Linked DNA regions of Columba livia: region 1 is linked to region 2. Evidence: chromatin contacts called from public Hi-C data. All regions are on one chromosome and are shown on one strand. Each heading gives the region's core, a stretch centred on a gene start, on an enhancer-like site or on the middle of the called end of the contact. The rest is flanking DNA. Distances are from core to core; before and after follow the strand shown.

Region 1 (5,762 bases), core at 2,603-5,102, 240 kb after region 2:
CAGTAAACCCTCTGTCCCCCACCCTGGGCAAGTCATCACATCAGCAAACGGCCCCGTTACAGCGACCTGAGCTCAGAGGGAGCAGAACTGAACCCATAATCAGCACAAAACACCTCCCAGTGTTTTTTATTTCACAATATTGGTGAAAAGAGACATGAGAAATAACAAGACCGTGCTTCAAAAAACTACTGCCAATATCCAATTCAACAACAAACTACTAACGGTATTTACAACGTGCCTTTAAGTTGCCTTGCAACACTACAGAGGAAGCACCAGTTTGGGTAATGAAGAAAACGTTCCTTTTCTACCTTGTAAATCAAGTTTCAAAGCTCTGTGTGGATAGCTCACTAATCCATATCACACACTAGAGCCTATGTTGGTTAATTTCATGCTGATATGTTACCAGAACACCCTGTTAACTGAGACCTCTGGGTTAACAGCACACAGCGAAACTGGTTTTAAAATCAAAATATTTTCCACTGAAACGTTTTCGCTTTGAGGATGTTGGTGCATAAAGACATTGTCTATGCACCCCGACACTGTCTGCCAGGCTTCCTTTGCTGCCTCTCCTCACATCGGCTCGTTTCTGGCGCAGCTGGACATGAGGTTTCCCTTGATAAAGAAGCAAAACCAGGCCTTGGTTCCTTCCTTTTTCTCCCCCTGCCCTCAGCCCTTTTGCCTCCCTTCTCACTTTCTTACCTCCACCACCCAAGGCTCAGCTCGGGCTGCATTCCACCAGCTCCAGAAGGTGGCTGTGGCCAGTCCAGCCCCACCAGTGGTGCCCCCGACCTCGGGACACCCTGTCCGGCCGCTCCCCCTCCCTCCCACCCAGACTTGTGCCTCTCCCCAGCTTGGTGGTGGATCTCCCATAGGAATCCTCCCTGAGCTTTGCTCCTTCAAATCCCCTATCACGACCCTACATTGTGGCTCCTGATGCGGCCAGCATGAGATGCAAACAAGAGAAAGCTTCAGTGATGCCTTGTAGGAGCATCTCGCCCATAAACACTGGTGTCTGCCTAAGGGGGACAGTCTGGGGACCTCTCAGATGCATCTACAAGACATTTGGCTTTGCAGCAGGTCCAGGATGTGCATCCCAAGGGGAAAACACGGTGGGCGGCTGTGCAACCCAGGAGCCGGGCTGTCCCCAGGTTGTGCTCCTCGCCAGGGTCCCACCAGAGCCCCGGGAACGGGAACCATGGAATCGTAGGGTGTCCCGAGTGCGATAGGACCCCCGGGGACCACCGAGTCCAACTCCTAAGACCAAGAACTCTGAACCCACCGCGCACCGGGGCACGTCCCGCCTCATTAGCAGGACATAATGAGACGCCGCAGCGGAGGGAAGCGGGTCCGTTTGTGCCGGTTCAATCCGCTCGGGGCCGTTTCGCCCCGAGGATGTCGGGTCGGGGTGTCGCTCCCGCCGCCGCCGCGCGGCTCTTCGGAAGATTACGGCGGCCGGCGGCACGCGAGGAATGCGCGCCCCCGCGCGCAGGCGCGCACCCCGAGCTTCCCTTTTCGCCGGGCGGCGGCGCGGGGCGGGGTGACGTCATGAGAAAGTGCCGGCGGGAGCGGCGTCCCCGGCAGCGGCGCCGCGGGGCGGGGCGGGAGCGGCGGGGGAGGAAGCGCCGTCGGAAGCGCTGTCGGAAGCCCCGGGGCGAGAGCGGCGGCGGCTGCAGCGCGGATCCCGCCCCCGGGCCGGGCGGCGGCGCGCCCGTTAAGCGCGCACCCCGGGGCGGGGAGCCGAGCGGGCATCCCCGGGGGCGGCTGGGGGAGCCGGTAACGCCGGGCGCCGCCGCAGCCCCGTCCCGCTGCCAAGCGACGGGGGCGGGACCGCGGTGCCGCTTCCCCGGCTCGGGCAGGTGCGGGGTCGCCCGGTGCGGAGCGCGGAGCTGTCACCGGGGCGAGCCGTCCCGGTGGCCGCGGCTCCGGCGCTTGTGACCCGTCCCCCTTTTGTGTCGGCGGGACCGGGCGAGCCCCGCGCCGAGATCTGCCCGATCCGCCTGGTAACAGCCCGGCGCCCCCATTGGCTCCCGCTAATGGCCGCTTCCTGCGGCCGCGCCGCCCCGCGCCGCCCGCCGGGGGCTCCCCCGGGCCCGGGGCCAGCGCCGCTCCCCGCCCGCCGGCAGCGGGTGTGAATGAAACACCGGCCTCGGGTTGAAAACGGGGGGGGATAAACCCCTCTCTCCAAGCCCACCCCAGGCGGGAGGGCGAGGATGCCGGAGGCGTGGGTGACGGAGCCCGGGTGACTCGGGCGACGTGGCCGGGGACAAATGTTTGGAGGCAAAGAGCTGGTGTGACCCAGGGGAGCGGGGTCCCTGCACCCCCAGAGCCACTGCTCGCTAGAAAGGTGCAGGGAAGTCAATTAAATGCGACCCCCCTAATTTTGCGTCCTGGGCAGGCTGCGATCCAGTCTGGAAGTGCTGGGTCGTGGTGTGATTCTTCCTTAAAAATTAAAACCTGAAGTTGTGAAAACAGAACTGTGTGTCGAAGCACAAGGGAGGGACGCGGGCACGGGGCAGCTTCCTCACCGAGGAACCGTCCAGATTCGCCCCGCGGGCTGCGGCGTGCGAGGGGAACCGAGATCCCCGGGCCTCCGACGTGCCAGCAAAGCCAAAATGGAGACGAATGGTCAAGCAAAGCGGTGAACTAGGAAAGATGGGCAGATATTTCACGCGGAGAGATTACATAAACACGCAACTGTGCAACAACATGCCCTGTGATCTTTGGCACTGCTTTTCCCCGCAGGTCATGCAGGAGAGATGCTGTGTGACTGCACGGCGTGTCCACCATGGCATGGCCTCCACGGCATGTTCTCCGCGGCCAGGAGACCTTGCTGGCGATGCCGTACCACCGGTAGTTCCTGCTAACGGCACCGCACCCCGGTTGATGTTAAAACACCATGGCTGGGGTCAATCCGAGCGCTCAGGTTGAGGGGCGAGCGGGCAGAAGGCCGCGTGAACCCCCATTTATGGCCTTCCCGCTTCTCCCCACGCCGCTTTGGTGCGGGACGAGTCGTTCCTCCCGTGCAGCGCTGCATTGGTGGCACCTCCGGTGTTCTCCAGCAGGCCCCAAGCTCCGTTATCATCCCCTCGAGAAAGCGAGGGGGTTTAAAAAAGACCTTTTTAATTAGAAACGACGCAAAGTAAAGCGTTTTCAGGTACAGGCAGTTCATCACGGGAGTTATTTACGGTGGGGCCCCGTGGTTGCGCGTCACGCGTGGACAGGCTGTCCCGGCAGCGTGGCGTGTCGGATGAGGCCCCGGCAGGCGGCTGCCGGCACCTCCCTCTCTTCCCCCCCCACCGATTCATCTCCCTTTAGGTGCAAGAGGAAGCTCTGGCCACCATTTTGCTGCTCTGCTGGGATATTTTTTCTGGGTGGCTGTGCGGTGGGGGTGGGGTGCCGAGCACGGCCTGCCCGCCGCCCGCTGCGGCTCGGATTAGCCGGCACCCTGTCCCCCACCACCCCTGTGCCCCTTTTGGATGGCAAAACCTTTAAAGTTAAAAGAAATATGTTAAAAAAGAGGAGAAAAAGCATAATCTTGGCAAATGGGGAGGAGACCCCAATGTCTTTACAATTCTGGCGTGCGGCAAAACCATCTAGGCTGGGAAAAAGTAGGAAATGGGAGAAAGATTTTCCCTTGGGATCGACTACAAAGAGCAGGAGTTCAGGTTGGGAGCGCGGCCTTTTAAGCGACAGATATCGCAGGTATGCACCGGTGACGGCAACAGTAATAATTGATAAGGAACAGCAACGCACTGGTCGTGCCCCGGTCCCCCTCCCCGGCGCCCCCAGTAAAATAATACCGACCAAGCCTCCTTGTATTTATACCCCCGCGTGTCTGTGTGTGGCCTGGCCCCATTCATCATTTGGCTCCCATTGCAGAACTCGCTCCATTTTTAAAATTATGCATGATAGAGACAATTTGGGTTTCCCCCACCTCTCCCTTGCCCTTGAAAGCAAGCCCTTGTCTCATTTGCATTTGCATTAAACCTCTGCTCTCTATAAGCTAAGCAAAGGGGAAGGACTTGAAGCCTATGGGATGGCTTTAGGGCTCTGCCCCTTGCTTTTGGCTCTCTCTCTTTCTCATTCTCTCTCGTGCTTTGATCTCTGCTTAACAACAGTAACGTCACAGGGACTATACAGGAGAGTTTTGTTGGAAGTTAGAAAGTTTTGCAGCCTCCAGAGGGCTGTAGCGGCAGTAGCAGAAGCAGCATCCAAGGGACTCCTGGAAGGGGAAGAGAGAGGGAGCGAGCGAGCGACTGACTCAGTCCCTCCTGCAGAAAAAACTGAGCGGAGACCACGGAGGCAGACATGGAACATCAGCTGCTGTGCTGCGAGGTGGAGACCATCCGACGAGCCTACCTGGATGCCAACCTCCTCAATGACAGGGTGCTGCAGACCATGCTGAAGGCGGAGGAGACCTGCTCGCCCTCCGTCTCCTACTTCAAGTGCGTGCAGAAAGAAATCTTGCCATATATGAGGAAAATAGTTGCCACTTGGATGCTGGAGGTTTGTATCTTTCGGGGCATTTTTTTTCTTCCTTTGCAAGCTTCGGCACCGAAATGAATTAAGGCGGAGAGCTGCCCCCCCATCTCCTGCGGCGCCCGGCGCCCCCCCCCTTCCCGAAATAAAGTTCCCCGGCGCGGCACACGTTGCTCCGGCTTCGGGTGTACGGAGGGGATGGGAACCGGGGTTCCGATCGCTGTCGCCGTTATTGTCGCTTCTTTATCCTCGGGTCCCGCCGCGGAGGAGCGGCGGACACCCCCCTTCCCCCTCACCGCCGGTAACACTGCGTCGGGGGTCCGGGGGTGCCCCGGTGACTTTTCCGGCCGTCGGGGCAAAGCGGTACCGGCGGAGGGGAGCGCGGGGAAGAGCCGGTTCGGCCGGACCCCCCTCCGAGGAGCGGCCCCGGTTCCCGAGCCCCCGGCCGCGCCGGGAAACCATGCCAGTTAATTTTTTCTGGGGATTTTATTTTAAATTAATATCCTTGTACACGTATGCAAGTGGCTGCCCGTGCCAGTGTTATGCGCCATCTTTGTTCTTTTTTATTTGCAAAGCAAAAGAAAAAAAAAAAAGTGTTTATTAATCGAGAGAAAAAATTAAGAAAGTCCCGGGGAGCAAGCCAAGGGTGTGTGTGGCGGGGGGAGAGCGGAGGAAAGGGCCGGAGGAAGAAGGTCGGGGGCCGGGGGACCCCGCTGGGGCTGCGGGCAGGGGGACCGGCCCGAGGGGCTCCGGCGTTTCTTGGGGGAGCTGCAGGGTGAAAGTTTCTTTGTTCAGCGCGAAGAGAGGCTGGAGCTGTGGTCACCCCTCAAAGGCACGCTTGTGCGCGGCGGCGATCTGCAAGGTCGCCTGGGAAAAGCGAGTTGGAAAGAGCCTCGTCCCCTGGAGGGACAAGTCTCGGGGGGCTCCCAGCGGGAGCCCCAGGGACTGGGCTACATTTTCATGCTTTTTCGGAAGGCCTGGGCGCCCGCGATCTATTTTTAATTAATTTTTGAAAGCGCAGCGCCCTGCCTCGCTCTGGGAAATGTCGCGCCCGGTTGTGCTGCAGGGCGAATAGGGAGGCGGTGAATTTCACTTCGGGGGGCTTCCCCGGAGCCCCCCAGGATGACCACGTCCACGGGGTTCGGTAAAGGACCCCCGCCGCTTCATTTTCAACCTTTTTTGAAAGCTCCACGGATTTTTTAAATATTTTTAAATATTTTTTGAAAAGATGACGTCTGGGGAAATGAGGCTGGACGCCACCTTTGTGTCTCGACCAGAGAAGG
Region 2 (6,307 bases), core at 692-3,191:
GTAAAAGGCAATCAGTATGCTGAGCACTGCAGAGCTATTAATGTCCAGGCCAGGTTTTTCAAGGAGCTGAGCACTCAGCGGTTGTTGTCGACTTCCAGTTCAACTCCCAAAGGAAATGCCAAAATAATCCAAACTTCTGCTGGAGGCTTAGTGCTTCAGGGAATCTAGTCATCTGATTTGGAGACGTACGTGGGCAATTGAGTTCTTCTGAATATCTTATCCGTAATGGCTATATTTAAGGTTGGCACATCCTTCTTACATGACTGGCCTATTAAATATTTTGAACGGCTCTGCTTTCATTTTTTAATGAAAACAACAACATCAAACCAAATCAAACAAACAAACAAACTCCAAGCCTTGAAATATATTTCCTTCTCATTTTGCTCCCTGGGACACCAAAGTCTCTTATTTATGAACTGAACAGGCAATTACAGCCTGCAGTTCCCCACCCAGTTCTGCCAATGTGCCTGTGTCCTGCCCTGCAGGGTGGGAAGCAGTTTGTTCCTTATGCCCAATCAGTCCTTGGCCTCTCTCCTCAGCTCTCAAGAAGCACTTTTTCTCGTGCAGTATCGCCAACCAGTAACCAAATTGAAGCAATTAAACGTTTTTGCACATGTATCGTATGGTAATGACTTTAGATTGTCAAGTGAAAGTATCCAGAACCCAGTAACAACATTTTGAACTAGTCGATACCTCATAAAATAACTTTTGTCCTGCAATTGATTGTGTCTTAATCTTTCCTTTTTAAAACCAAAGCACGGAATGGCTACTCTCATTTGAGAACTAGTTGCCATGCATAAGTCACTCTGTCTCTGGTATATTTATAAACAAACACTTTTGAAGGATCAGATACTTTTTCTAAGTTTTGCAGTTGTAAATGAAACAAATTGGATGAATATATAACATGGAACTCTAACCACCTATAGACTTTCTTGTATTAGCTTTGAAGTTGTTTGCGTTTGTTTTGTTTTGGAAAAGTGTACATTCCAAGCGATCAAACCCTCAAATATTTGTTAGGAAGAGTGTTTGTTAATGCCTGTCCTCAGTTGTGAAAGCACTTCATGCTTTCACAGAAATTATCTATAAGAATGAACTATGGAATCTATGACAGATGCTGAGAAAGGAGAACAAGTTAAACTTGTTCTTGAAAACTCCTCCACTCTTCTGGGAATGTTGGACCATTGCATAACAAATAGGAAGATATACAAGCAGCATATATACTAATGTATAACCTAGATATAACAGATTGAAAGGATCTCCTATCCTGTTTTTTCTTTAAATTTCTTGTATTCTAGCACACATTTTTGGTGAGAGATTTATATGGATTATATTGACTTGCCATTCTGTTGGCAAGAGTGTTTCTTCCTATATTTAATCTTCCTTAAAACTGCTCAAATTGTTCTATTAGACATGCCTGTTACATTCGTTTTGAGTGCGGAGAACAGGGCAGCTGCTTTAACAGTTGTCTTTTCTGTTACAGTCTTATCAGAGGAGCTATAAAAATATGGATGTCTCTTTCTGTATGCATGATTTTATAATCATGAATGATCTTTGTGCTGCGCTGATGCCTGAGAAAATGAGAATTGCCACTATGGGGCTCAGTGTTGTCAAAAGCACATGTCTGTACACGAGCACAGAGGCACATGGCAGGCTAGAGAGAGCTGCTGCAAATGGAATTACTCTTCCTATATACATAATATGTCCTTTAGGTGGAGCCATTGCGTTTTTTTAAGATAAGATTGCACACTTCAGAGTCAGACGCAGTAACAGAAAGGATGCAGCGTACAATACATCCTTATACCCCAAGTGACTCGGAAACATCTGAGTGTACGGAGCCGTCCCCATGTACAGGATGTAACGTCGCTAGAGTAAATATAGAGCGGCTGGTGTCAACGGTGAAGAAAGCAAAAGCTAAAAGAAGAATGGCAACTTGAAATAGCCAGGAATCTCTTTCTCTCTCTCTTTTTTTCTTTTTGTTTTGTTTTGTTTTTTTTTTAATGCTTGCTGAGACATGGCTTGGTTTTTAAATGTTCACGTCAGTGAGCAAGGAAAAGTAAAAAAGCAGAGGGAAAGATATGTATTAATAGTTATTAGCAATGGGTGAGATCTGTGGAGACTTTATTTGAACTACCAGGCACTGCAAAACCCATCAAAAAAGTGAAGTGTTTGGGTATGTCGGTTGGGTTCACGTGGCTCTTGGTTGATGACGAATCATGAGGAATCTTAGAAATATGCACAGAGAAATGCCTGGGGTGGGCCTCAAAGCAAAAGTGAAATGTCTTTTGTCCATATTTTGTTGCTGGGCTGGCAGGCAGTGTTGCTTCATATCAGGGGCAGGAGCAAGGACAGTAGAAGCCAGAATGTCTGGGTTCATAGCCCTGGCCGCCAGTTGCTCACTGTGCTCTTTTAATACATCTTCCAAACTCTTTGTGCTTCGGTTTGAAGCAATTATTGGGCTTAATGATTTAACGTATTTTCAGATGCTTTGAGAATGTTGGGTTAATGGGATCACACACACACAAAGTGTTGCTGTCCTTGTTTATGTATTGTTTAGATGGAGTTTTCTTAAAAATCAAGGCACCCTCTGTCCCGTGTTTTCTCCCTCCGTGCAGGTCAGGAAAGCACAAAGGTACTGTATGTCTGTAGCGTTTCCAGCAGCTTCCCCAGACCTGCTTCCAAAGCTCATTGAAATCTTGTTAACAGAACACTCTACCTCCCTCGGATACCTCACACTGCAGAACAGCTTTGAAGGCCTAGACTGAATAATGAAGGAAACAAGGGCATCTGGGGTCCATTATTTACCCCATTTCATAAGGCGCTTCTACAAAGTCTGCTGCCTGCCTTTTCAGATCCATGACAGAAATAAATACAAAGCCTGGAAAGAGCGAGCAAGTCAGAGTTGTCTGCTGCCCTCTCCACTGCCCCCCTCCCCTTTTCTTCCTGTTTCACGGGACACATTTATTTCATTGCAGCTAAATGTAATTCTCTTTCTGCCTAAGACACTTGTTCTTTCCCCTTCCCAGACTGTTTATTATAAGGAACTCTTTTCCTTTTTTTTTTCCTCTTGGGAAGCTGTCTCAAACACCTTTAGGTATGTCTAAAGGAGACCAGCGTGAAGCTACTCACAGATCTATATATTCATTTATTTATTTTTCATGTCAAACCGATCAAGGACTTGAAGTGCGACTGTGGCCACGTTAGGAAAACACGTGAGATGTCAGTAAAGTGATTCCCATCTCAGTGTGCTAATTCACAGGAGGGTATTTTAAAGTAATGGGAGTAATCTGAAATGTTAATGTGTCCGAAAGGCTGGAGCTGTCGCAGAGGGAACTAGTTGTGGATATTTAGGATAATTCTAGAGTGCCTGAGAGTTTTTAAAAGGGCTGGCCCAAAAGTTGGCTACATTGATTGTGAAAATAAACCTCCTACAAACCTGACGTGCCAGTGAAAAGCTTTTAGAATGCTTAGTCACCACCAGAGCACTTTCTCTAGGTGTTTATAATAGCATGGCCGGTATAGGTGAAGTATCTGCGTAGTTACACAATCACAGAGGGACTGTAAATTGCAAACAATTTTGCTTTATTTTTTTTTTCTGACTAGATGATAATTTATACTATTTTTTTAAGCTACTGCAGCTTAGTGTAGACATTTGTATAAATATTTTCACCTGTGGCTCCATCCACAAACTTAAGAGCTTGTCAAGGAGGGGCAGTTATTTGTTAGCTAAACCCTGCTCTTATTAAAGTCCTTTGCAAGAACTGTCACTAAAGCCCCATGGACTTGTAATTATTTATTTACCCAGATAGGATGTTGCCTTTATATGTTGCTTCCACTTTGAATTAGTTGGGCTGAAATCTCCAAATTAAGTTAATTTCTTGAGAAAATGTCTGCGATCTGTCAGAAATGGGCTTTCCTTTTGCAACAATTCAGAAATTGCAATAATGTTATTAATATGTCCAAAGAGGGTTAAAACAAGATGAAAAAATATAAGAGAGCTTTGGTTAAGTAGTTATTTAGTAAGCTCCTAAAACTAGTTCCCACAATAAATTATTTGTCCTAAATGAGGGTCCAGGTATATAAACCTGAATTTTAGGGCTGCTACAACCTCCACTGTTTAGTCCCAGCCATTCAAGCCGTTTTTAAAATGAGATGAGGTTTGTATTTCAATTGTGCAAGGAGTAAATGATCTTGTGTTCTTTAGGTTGGGATCAACTTTACTGGACCTTATGTGCTTGAAATGTCATCTAGACTTAATCTCAGAGGTGCAGAGGTTGTTACTGATTTCTTTTAAGTGCAAAAGCTGCTTCCTGGTTATATTTATAAAACTAACGGGTGAGTTTTTTTCCTCTGGGGGAAAATGATAAATCTCTGACTTCAGCAGCATGTGTTTCATGGGCAGTTACCAACGTGTGATCATGTGCACATCATCTGAAGAAGAGACAGAAAAATCTCCCAGAAACAGCGTGAGTACCATTTATCTTTCTACCATAATAATTTTAGCTTTAGCCAACAAAGTATCTCACAGGATATTTAGCTGACAGCCCACACCACCCGCCGCTGCTGAATCATCATCATATTACATGTGCCATTCCTTATTTATTATTATTTTTTTTCTTGGTGTTCAAGAGCACGTTGCTTTGCCACTAAAGTAACTGCCAGGCAAAATAATGAGTCATTCCTTTTAAAAAGCGAACTGAAAATTCATGTTTAATTCAACCATAACATCTCTTAGTTGACTCTCAAGCTTCTGAGGTGCTACATAAAGATTTACCTGTTTTCAGCAACGTGTTACCCACCAGTCACTGTTTCTTCATAACAACAAGCCCCAAAGAGAACCCAAAAAATATCAGAATTTGTGCCAAACTGTACTCCACGTTCTGCTGTTTGGGTTTCTTGTGCAGACAAGACAGGAGTGGAAGATTTACCCAATATTTGAAAAGCTTTTTGTTGTACATTTGCTGCTATTCTAGATGTATGTGTGAAGGCTATTCCTGTGAGCGATGCGAGGTGGATTTAAAGCACTGTCAGTCCGTTTTTTTTTGCCACAGAAGTTAGAACAAAGATACATGCTGCCCGGACTAGACATGAGCACTTACAGGTTAGTAAGGTTGGCTTGGACGGGGTACAGGGGACTATAATATTCCATGTTCTGATTGCAACCTCCTTCCACATTTTCAGGGAAATTTCCCTATTTTTCACCATACTTCTGAAGCTCACAGCCTTGGTTTGCTCATTGTCGCGTGGTTCCTCTCACGTTAGTCCACTTGTTGTCCAATAAGCTAGTTTCTGAAATACCTTGGTCTTTCTTGGAGGATTTCAGTATGATCCTTGCTTGTTTCCTTGTATTTGCTGTTGTCCTTCTTGTCCACTTTCTGTTTGTTTCTTTCTTCTCTATTCATTTTAAGTGTACTACTGTGTTTTTGAGGTTTGAGCCTGTTTTTCAGAAAAGAGAGTAAAGGGCTACTGACAAAGGCCCTGAGAGTTGTACAGTTTCCAGTTGTGTCAATAATTCATGTTGATTAACCACAGGGGTGTAAAATAAAGGAAGAACAGGTACGGCCCTAAAGCATTATGACAGTTATCAATCTTGCTTTGAGTTTTTCAAGTGACAGCAATACTATCGATTACTATGGTGAGAGAATGGTGCTAAGAGCTTATTTCATCTAAATCCCTGCTTTGGGAATTAACTTTCCCTGGGGTGTAGTTAAATTGTTCAATCTATTAGTCTTAATTTTCCTCCATGTTAAATAGAGGTAATACTAATTGCTCAGTTATCTCATGGAGTGTTGTGGGGACTAATTAGTGCTTGGAAATGAAAAGGCGTTATTCAAACCCCACAGGGGCCATGAGAGGAAAATGTGAAATTGGCTGGATTCATCCCAAAAGTGATGGCTCCATCACACTTACCTATGTGTTTTTCTGTGTCCTTTTGTCTTGGGAGACACTTCACTTGTCAGTGTGCTTCCAAATCTCAGTGGACACTGATACAGGTGGATGCGTGATGGTGGGAGAACTGGAGGAGAACTTAGTGGAGTGGGCAGAAGAGGAAAGGAAGAGTTTATTCATCTGTCAAATTATTAATACCCAGTGTGGTCTGAACTGTTGTACATACTCCTTCCTTCACAGCACACCTGATTTGGCTCTGCCATAGTGACATGTGTTTAAAAAATAGAAGTTTCAACAATGACACAAGCTGCTATTGGAACTTTTTTTAAACCTTATCCTTCATAATCTGCCTGGTCCTTTTCTCTTATTTCAGCCTTCTTCCATCTTTCCAAACCACACCTACGTTACCCTGTCCTTACAG

Evidence for each region. A called contact is a pair of places that touch in the nucleus more often than the background predicts.
Region 1: a contact with region 2 is called in a Hi-C map of crop, with 4 times the contacts expected there. The contact joins the promoter of CCND1 here to the enhancer-like site in region 2. A contact is called at or near these places in 2 of 2 Hi-C or Micro-C datasets (crop and liver).

What each region holds. Positions count from the first base shown.
Region 1 is chr5:65,809,676-65,815,437 of bColLiv1.pat.W.v2, forward strand. CCND1 (cyclin D1) reads left to right here and starts at 3,853. Exons shown (of 5, transcript XM_005511057.4): 1 at 3,853-4,506. The coding sequence starts at 4,309. LOC110365151 (a long non-coding RNA gene) reads right to left here and starts at 1,969. Exons shown (of 11, transcript XR_010473161.1): 1 at 1,280-1,969.
Region 2 is chr5:65,573,435-65,579,741 of bColLiv1.pat.W.v2, forward strand. No RefSeq gene overlaps it. Among named protein-coding and RNA genes, the nearest start is that of SMIM38, 110 kb to the left of the region's middle. Within about 2 kb of position 1,942, at least 3 of the 3 cell types and tissues checked have an H3K27ac peak away from gene starts, as active enhancers do.